Linked DNA regions of Urocitellus parryii: region 2 is linked to region 1. A link is a contact called in public Hi-C data. All regions are on one chromosome and are shown on one strand. The core of a region is the stretch at or near the end of the contact, and the rest is flanking DNA. Distances in the headings are between cores, read along the strand shown. Region 1 holds the start of Got1 (glutamic-oxaloacetic transaminase 1). Region 2 holds the start of Slc25a28 (solute carrier family 25 member 28).

Evidence for each region. Hi-C and Micro-C count contacts between places; a contact is called where the count stands out from the background.
Region 2: a Hi-C map of muscle shows a contact between it and region 1, with 4 times the contacts expected there. The contact joins the promoter of Slc25a28 here to the promoter of Got1 in region 1. A contact is called at or near these places in 2 of 2 Hi-C or Micro-C datasets (liver and muscle).

The regions. Positions count from the first base shown.
Region 1 is chr5:183,244,596-183,248,314 of mUroPar1.hap1, reverse strand. It overlaps Got1 (glutamic-oxaloacetic transaminase 1), which reads left to right and starts at 1,793. Exons shown (of 9, transcript XM_026394778.2): 1 at 1,793-2,021. The coding sequence starts at 1,904.
Region 2 is chr5:183,402,846-183,406,564 of mUroPar1.hap1, reverse strand. It overlaps Slc25a28 (solute carrier family 25 member 28), which reads left to right and starts at 2,061. Exons shown (of 4, transcript XM_026394826.2): 1 at 2,061-2,471. The coding sequence starts at 2,181.

The sequences.
Region 1 (3,719 bases), core at 544-3,043:
CTTGTTTTTCTTGCTGGGAATGACGCAGAGAGTGACCAGGATATTGTTGGCCAATACTGTGAAGATCATACTTATAAATCAAATTCTGGAAGGGCAAGGTTGTGGAACACCCCTCTCAGCAGTTGCCCTCTGCCTCTGCCTTTGGAGGCATCAAAAGTTCATTATCATTTGACCTTCAGTGCTACCTTGCAATCTGTGGAGGAAACTGTTATTAATGAAACACCGAGGGCAGTTACCTTTAGAACCAGAGGCAAAGTTTCCAAAAAAGAAGTAGATGATACAAAAGGTCAGCAGGTGTTACACTAAGTACTTTGGCTTATATTTTGAATGGAAAACTCATTTTAAGATTTATCATATTATCTGATGATTAGAGTCTATAACATTTTCTTCAGAGACAACAAGAGAACTAACTCCAGCATTTGTTGTTAGTAAGTACAAGAAACGGAGGGGGGACTTATACAGGTTAAATCCCTGGCCAAAAAGCATCTACATGGGGTGAGGCAGATGTGCAATAACAATAGTTAACATTTGTAGGGTGCTTATTATATGCAACTAAACACTTAATGTGTATTAACTCACATAATTCCCACAACAACCCTGAGGAAAATATTATTATTTCCACTTCACACAGCTGGAACAAAGAGGTTAAATAACTTGCCTAAACTTGCTTGAGTTAGTAAGAGATAACCAGAATGCAAACTCAGGTAGTCTGGCTCTGGAGCCAGGTTCCTCACCATAAGGATATTTCCTAAAATTGTAATATGGCTAACAAAGCACAGAAGCACAGGAAAACAATTTTGACTAGAATGAGGGTTAAGGGGAGGCTTGACATTTGGTGTTGGTCTTCAAGGTCACACAATAGGTGCAGAAGGAGACTGGCGTGGAAAGACTCTCAGGGAAAGGATTAGCCTTAAAAATGACAGCAATATCTGGCCCAGTGCATGAGTGGGAAGACAGCTGCCGAGGGAGGGTTTTTTTGGAAACATTTTTTTTAGTTGTAGATGAACACAGCTGAGGATGGAACCCAGTGCCTCACGTGTCCTAGGCAAGCCCTCTGCCGCTGAGCCAGGACTCCAGCCCCTTCCTTAGGGTTCCTGAAGGTCCCTTGAGGACCAAGACCCTCTTTGTAAGGAACTGCGGAGCAAAATTCTCAAACTAGAAGAGCGGTAGAAAGGGATTCGTGATCATCGCCCATTTTTAGAAAGATCTTCCTGTCAGCAACCAAGGCAGGGAGCACATCCACATTTCTTTCTGGGGGAAACACCCGGCAGGGACGGTCAAGGTCGCCCGCGTGGCCTCCCGAGCTGCACGTCTAGGCTGTAGACGCCCATCCCACGTACAAACGCCGGGGATTTGGCTGCCAGCCCGGCCCGGTCGGGTCAGGAACGTGCGCGCAGCCAGGCCTGGCAGTGACAACATCTCCTCAGCGGGAACAGAAGGACCCGTCCTTTGGATTTCCCGCTGGCCACCTCCCCCTCGTCTTCTGGTCCTGGAAGGTCAAGGAGGATGCCCCATGGGGACTGCGGCCGCTGGGTTCCTCCTCTCAGCCCCCAAGGAATAAAAGCCTCAGTGATTGGAACACGCTCTGCCAATCAACCCTAGTCTCCCCCCCCTTCTCCGTCAGCGTAAATAGCATTGGTTGCATCATTACCGGCCTCCAATAAGATTCTCTTCTTGGATTGGCTAATAACACCCCCTCCTTCCTCTCTGGTTTAGTCAGGAGCTTGTGATTGGTTATTCGCGTTGCCAAGCTCCGGACGCGGCTCGACTATTGGAGGCCGGGAGCCCGCCTCCGCCAGCTAGTGAAGGTGAGCGTCTCCTCCAGTCGCCGAACCGAGCCCCAACCGAGCAGCTAGCTCCAGGTCCCCTGTCAAGGCTCTCCGCAGATTCCTGCTCTGTATCCATGGCGCCTCCGTCAGTCTTTGCCGAGGTTCCGCAGGCCCAGCCCGTCCTTGTCTTTAAGCTCACGGCTGACTTCCGGGAGGATCCAGACCCCCGCAAGGTCAATTTAGGAGTAGGAGGTAAGGATGCTGTGCCCTGGAATGTGAGCAGCGTGGGAGCGGACCCAATCCCGGCCTGGAGTCTAAGGCCCGGCTGGACACTGCCTGGAGAGGGGCACCCTGGAGAGGAGGCAGGATCACAGAGTTTCGTTCAACGTGCCCATTTTACAGATGGGGATATGGAGGCCCTGGAAATGGGAGATGTGTTCAAGGTCATTCAAAATAGGTATAGTAGCCAGAACACAAATGCATTCTTTCTGATTCCCCATCCTGTGTTCTTTATACTACATCAAAGGATTGTAAAGAGAGGGAGGAAAATAGGCTTGGAAAATAGGGGGTGGAAATAAGCTTCGTAGGCTTGGGGTCCTAGTAGCTGGGGAGTGTGTAAAGGAGAACTGTTAGCCTTAGGGAGCTTTGGTCTGGTAAATATTTGAGTGATCACCAAGTGTTGAATATACCCTATTAAACTTTGTGGGGAAGACTGAGGCTTGGTTTTGTTTTCAAGGATTTCAAAATCAGCAAGTGTTGCACACCAGAGATCTGAAATGCTTCTGAGATGTGTTAATACTGCCTGGAGGGATCTAGGAAGATGGTTCTGACCCTCACAGATGTGGTAGGAATGGGTAGATACCGTGGAGTAGATCTTACTTTCCACACATCCTTGTCTTCATTTCTTTTTTCTTTTTGTTTTTAATTAATGTATTATAGTTATACATAGCCATATTCATACACACACATAATTTGATCATTCTTTTTTTTTTTTTTAAGAGAGAGTGAGAGAGGAGAGAGAGAGAGAGAGAGAGAGAGAGAGAATTTTTAATATTTATTTTTTAGTTCTCGGTGGACACAACATCTTTGTTGGTATGTGGTGCTGAGGATCCAACCCGGGCCGCATGCATGCCAGGCGAGCGCGCTTGAGCCACATCCCCAGCCCAATTTGATCATTCTTATTCCCAAGTACCTTTCCTTCCCTTGTCTTCATTTTTTTATTGTATTTCTTGGGCCTTGAACAACTCAGAGCATTGGCCTCAGTTTACCCATCTGTCAAGAAAAATATTTGTATTTCAAAGCCTCTGAAATTCCTTTTAACTCTAACCTTTTCTGGTGAATTTGTTATTCCAATCATTCTCATTTGTATGTTTGAAGTGCCACAGACACTTTCTTGATTTGTTTTTTTGCCACATAAAAAGGCCAGCCAGGAATATGAAAATGAGTAGGCTGATGTCCTGTGGGAGGAAATAGGCTTAGAATAAGAGGATTAGAAATTTTGGAAAGAAAAATTGAAATTATTTTGTAGTATAGGGTGACAAGAGGGATATTCAGAATTGTGCTTCCCATAGAGAGTATTTGTGTCTGTACAGAGTGCTTGTTTAAAAACGAAACAAACACAACAACAAAACTCCAAAGAGCAAAAGCTTCACCAAGAAGTAAAGGAGGAGAGGTGAGGGTAGAAAAATCATTAAAAAGTAATGGTTTTTTGAAGTTGGGTGGTAGGCACATGGCATACATGAATATTCTCTCAACTTTTGTATATGTTTGAAACCTTTCATAATAAAGCATTTTTAAAAAGTCAATACTGCATTGTCTGCCCATAGAAGGAATGTGATGTTTTTAGCAGACCTCAGACTGGGAGAAATAGTACAAGATTGTTTCAAATTAAATTTGAATGGGTACCATTCAAGCTTTTAATCCTGAACCTACCAGTATTTCTTTATTGAT
Region 2 (3,719 bases), core at 812-3,311, 160 kb before region 1:
TCCCACCTAAGTGGTTAGAGAAGTGTAAAAGACCTTATAAGGAATCTAAAAGGTTGAATAGAGTGGTTCCTGAGGATAGGAAAAAGTTTCAGTGAAGGATGGGTCAATGGGGAGCAAGTGTTCACTCAGGAAAAAAATGGGAATAAGAAAAAGGCAATTGAATCTAGAAAGAGTATTTGTGACCACTGAATAAAGGAGTGAAAATGTAAAGCTTAAGGAAAGGACACAGTATGTATAGGTCATTGCTGGAGGAATTTGGCAGTAAGGGGAATTTGTAAATATTCTAGTGGGATTGAATGGGTTTCTTTTTGTGAGACCTATTCATGTCTTAAGGGAAATGAGCTATAGAACAGAGAAGACTGAACCGTGCTGTAGCTCGAAATTAATGGACCTCTAGGGAGTGCAAGAGTCACCTTCTGGAACTTTGAAACTCAGAAGTTATATGCAAAATTTAGTGCACGCATCAGGGGTTATAGAAACGGATTTGTAGCGTTACCATTTTCCAAAAGGTGGCGACCCAAAGGTTACTAACTACTACTGTACAGGAAGAGAACAGGCGAGTTGCGGGGGCGAGGGGGGCGCCCAGAGAAATCTAAGCTTTAAGAGAAAATGGAAAACCTCTTCCTGATCGAAGGAAATGCTATAAACAGATGGAAGGTTAGTTCATAATTACTTCATCATCTCATTAAAATAGGTAGTAAAGACTGAGCTGGAAACTGGGGAAACTTGTGCAAACACGCTCCAGCAAAGGAATACTGAGGAAGCCGGGCAGACCGAGTGAAAACGGGGCCTGCTGGAGTCTAGAGTTGTTTCCTTGCGCCTTAGTGCAGCACAAGCCTCTGTGCAACTTCTTGGCGCTGGAGTAGTCCTGAGGGCTGGGCATCACTAACTTTGTTCTACAACCAGTACGCGCCACTCTCAAGACTAACCGACCCCGACTGGGAGCAAGAGCGGTCTTATCACAAAAGGCAATCAACACGGTCCCTGAGGTTTGTCAGTGAGTCAGCTCGAGGGCAAGAAGCTGAAGTTTTAGACTCGGTACAAGCTGTATGTCCGAACTTCCCCATAATTGTCATACTTTCTTTGCTTTAAACGCTGCCTCCAGTCGACCTCTCCACCTGTCATCATCTCTGAATCATCCCGCCCTATTTCGACATCTCCTTCCCCAGCCTTTGGCTCTCGGCCTGGCGCAGAGCCCAGCCACTGCCGAGGCCCTGGAGAATTCATTCATTCAACCACTGCAGGGTTTACTGAGACTGTGTAAGGCTCAGTGCTAGAGATTGGGGTCTCGGACCCAACGGGTTATCCAGACCCTTCACCCCCGCGGCCGGACAGTCCAGAATCGACCCCGGCCTAACGGGCCGCCGCGGTCTTCCCTGGCAGTGGGGAGGGCTCCTGCCCACATGTCGCAATAACTTCCCAGATGAGCACGCTGGCACTGCCAGGGTGATGCAGGGTCCAGGCTGGCTCCGCCTCCCGCCCTCCACAAGATCCCGCGGGAATAGAGCTCTCGGTACCGGGAACGCATGTCTAGGAGCTGCGCGTCTGGGCACTCGGGTCGCGCGCTCGAGCGCCTACCGTAACGGCACCCGTCAGCGGTTGGACCTCGAAGGCCTGGCACCGCCCCCACCCTACGTTCCCGCCCGCAGTGCTTGCAGCCCCTTAGGTGCCAGTCTGGGCCCCAAAGTCAGTCCCTATCCTCTCCCAGCGCTTCGCTCTCTTTCTTTAGCCAATCGGAGGCAGAAGTGGTGCGAGCCAATGGCCACAGCCAAAGTATCTAGAGTGGTGGAGCCTATCAAAGTTCTACCTTAAGTTTCTCCCGCCCCTGAAAAGTCAGAGGCGGGCTAATCTTACATGTCGGCCAATCAGTGACCAATAAACAAGAAGCTTCCAAGATCAAAGGGGAAGGGGTGGGATCTAGGCGGCAGCAACGCCTCGGGGAAGAGGAATGACAGGCAACTTCGCGAATACCGCAGACATATTTCCCCTACGTGAGGAAAGGGGTGGGGCTAGGGTGGCGCCTTCACCAATGGTTGGTTGGGGGGCGTATCCGCGGGCCAAGCGGGAGCCGGAGGCCCGGGGCTCTCTGGGCCGCGCCTGAGGCGGAGGCAACGGGGCCGGGGGGCGGCGGCAGTAGTGGCGGCAGCGGCGCAGGTGTGCGCCGCGGCTGGCCCGGGTGGATGGAGTTGGAGGGGCGGAGTGCAGGCGGTGTGGCGGGGGGGCCGGCGGCTGGGCCCGGGCGGAGCCCCGGGGAGTCTGCGCTGCTGGACGGGTGGCTGCAGCGGGGCGTGGGACGGGGGGCCGGCGGTGGGGAGGCCGGGGCCTGCAGGCCCCCGGTACGGCAGGATCCGGACTCCGGCCCGGACTACGAGGCGCTGCCGGCTGGAGCCACTGTCACCACGCACATGGTGGCAGGCGCCGTGGCAGGGATCCTGGAGCATTGCGTGATGTACCCCATCGACTGTGTCAAGGTGAGACCTGGACTGGGCTCGGAACCCGACCTGGGGCTGACCCACCTTAGTCCCATCTAGAGCCAGGATCCTAGCTGAGAGCTGGAGTCGACGGGGTTCCTTCTTGGCTCCAGGCACTTCACACGATTCGAACCGGTACTCCGTGCAAGCAAGGTCCGGGCTGGGAGTTGAGCCCACTCAGGAGCCAGGACTTATTTCTAACCGTCAGTGAGATCTGAATCGGGACTCATGATCAAAAATCTGTCAGCCAAAGTCGGAGATCCCACCTGGGACTTAACAGGAATAGGGTGGGATTGGGGATCCCGAAGCCCAGGTAAGTGCTACTAACTCGATTAAGGTGACGCCAACTGGCGTGAATCAGATGGTAAACTGGATCTGATGGCTTGAGATGTTCTTCGGGTAGGTGCTTTTACCAGCTTCTTGCTGTGTCTTTCCTTAGAAGTGACGAGGCAGGAACCGGAATCTGGGATCTCTCAGCTAGATAAAGGACGTATTAAATCTTATCCCGTGAGTGATTGTAAGTCGTTGTGCAGTCAGAAATCAGAGTTTCAGACTGAAAGTAATATGGGAAAGATCGTGTTCAGGAAAAGGTTTCGATTTCTCTCTGAAGCAAGCATGATATCCCACCCATTTCCTGAACATGAAAATTGAACTGGGATTAAGATTGTGTATGTGCAGGGAGCACATCAGCCCCCACACAAGAGAGGAAACTTAGTGTATTTCTTTGGGCGCCTGAAGTTGACAAAAAGGGGAAAGTTGCCTAGAAGGGAAGTGTGACGGTATTAGAAAGTGGATGTAAGTGTGAAGAACGTGGAACAAGATCGACACAATTAGTGTGAAAGTAAAACTAATTGCATCCACAACCAAGCAGGATGATTAATGGATCCAGAAGTGAGATCCTTCTGAAGAAAGCTGAGTCTCCCCTCTGAAGATGGGAAAGATTGTTTTTACAGTTTTTATTCTCCACCCTTAGTAAAGATGCAAACCACTAAACTTGAGATCTAAATTGAGGGGGAAGTAAATCCGAGGAGACTGTTGAAAAAAATATGATGGAGCCTTGTGCTTCCTTTACATGTTAAGGGTAATAGTCAACAATATCCTGGCAGTTCTTTGTATGTTTTCTCCTCAAATTAGGAAAATGTTGTGTATTCAAAAGGAGGAGAGTGTCAATTTGGGCAATGCAAAGCAACCCTTTTCTGCTTGCTGCTTGTTCCAGTTACCATTTCATGTTTTCATAGTAATATGGAT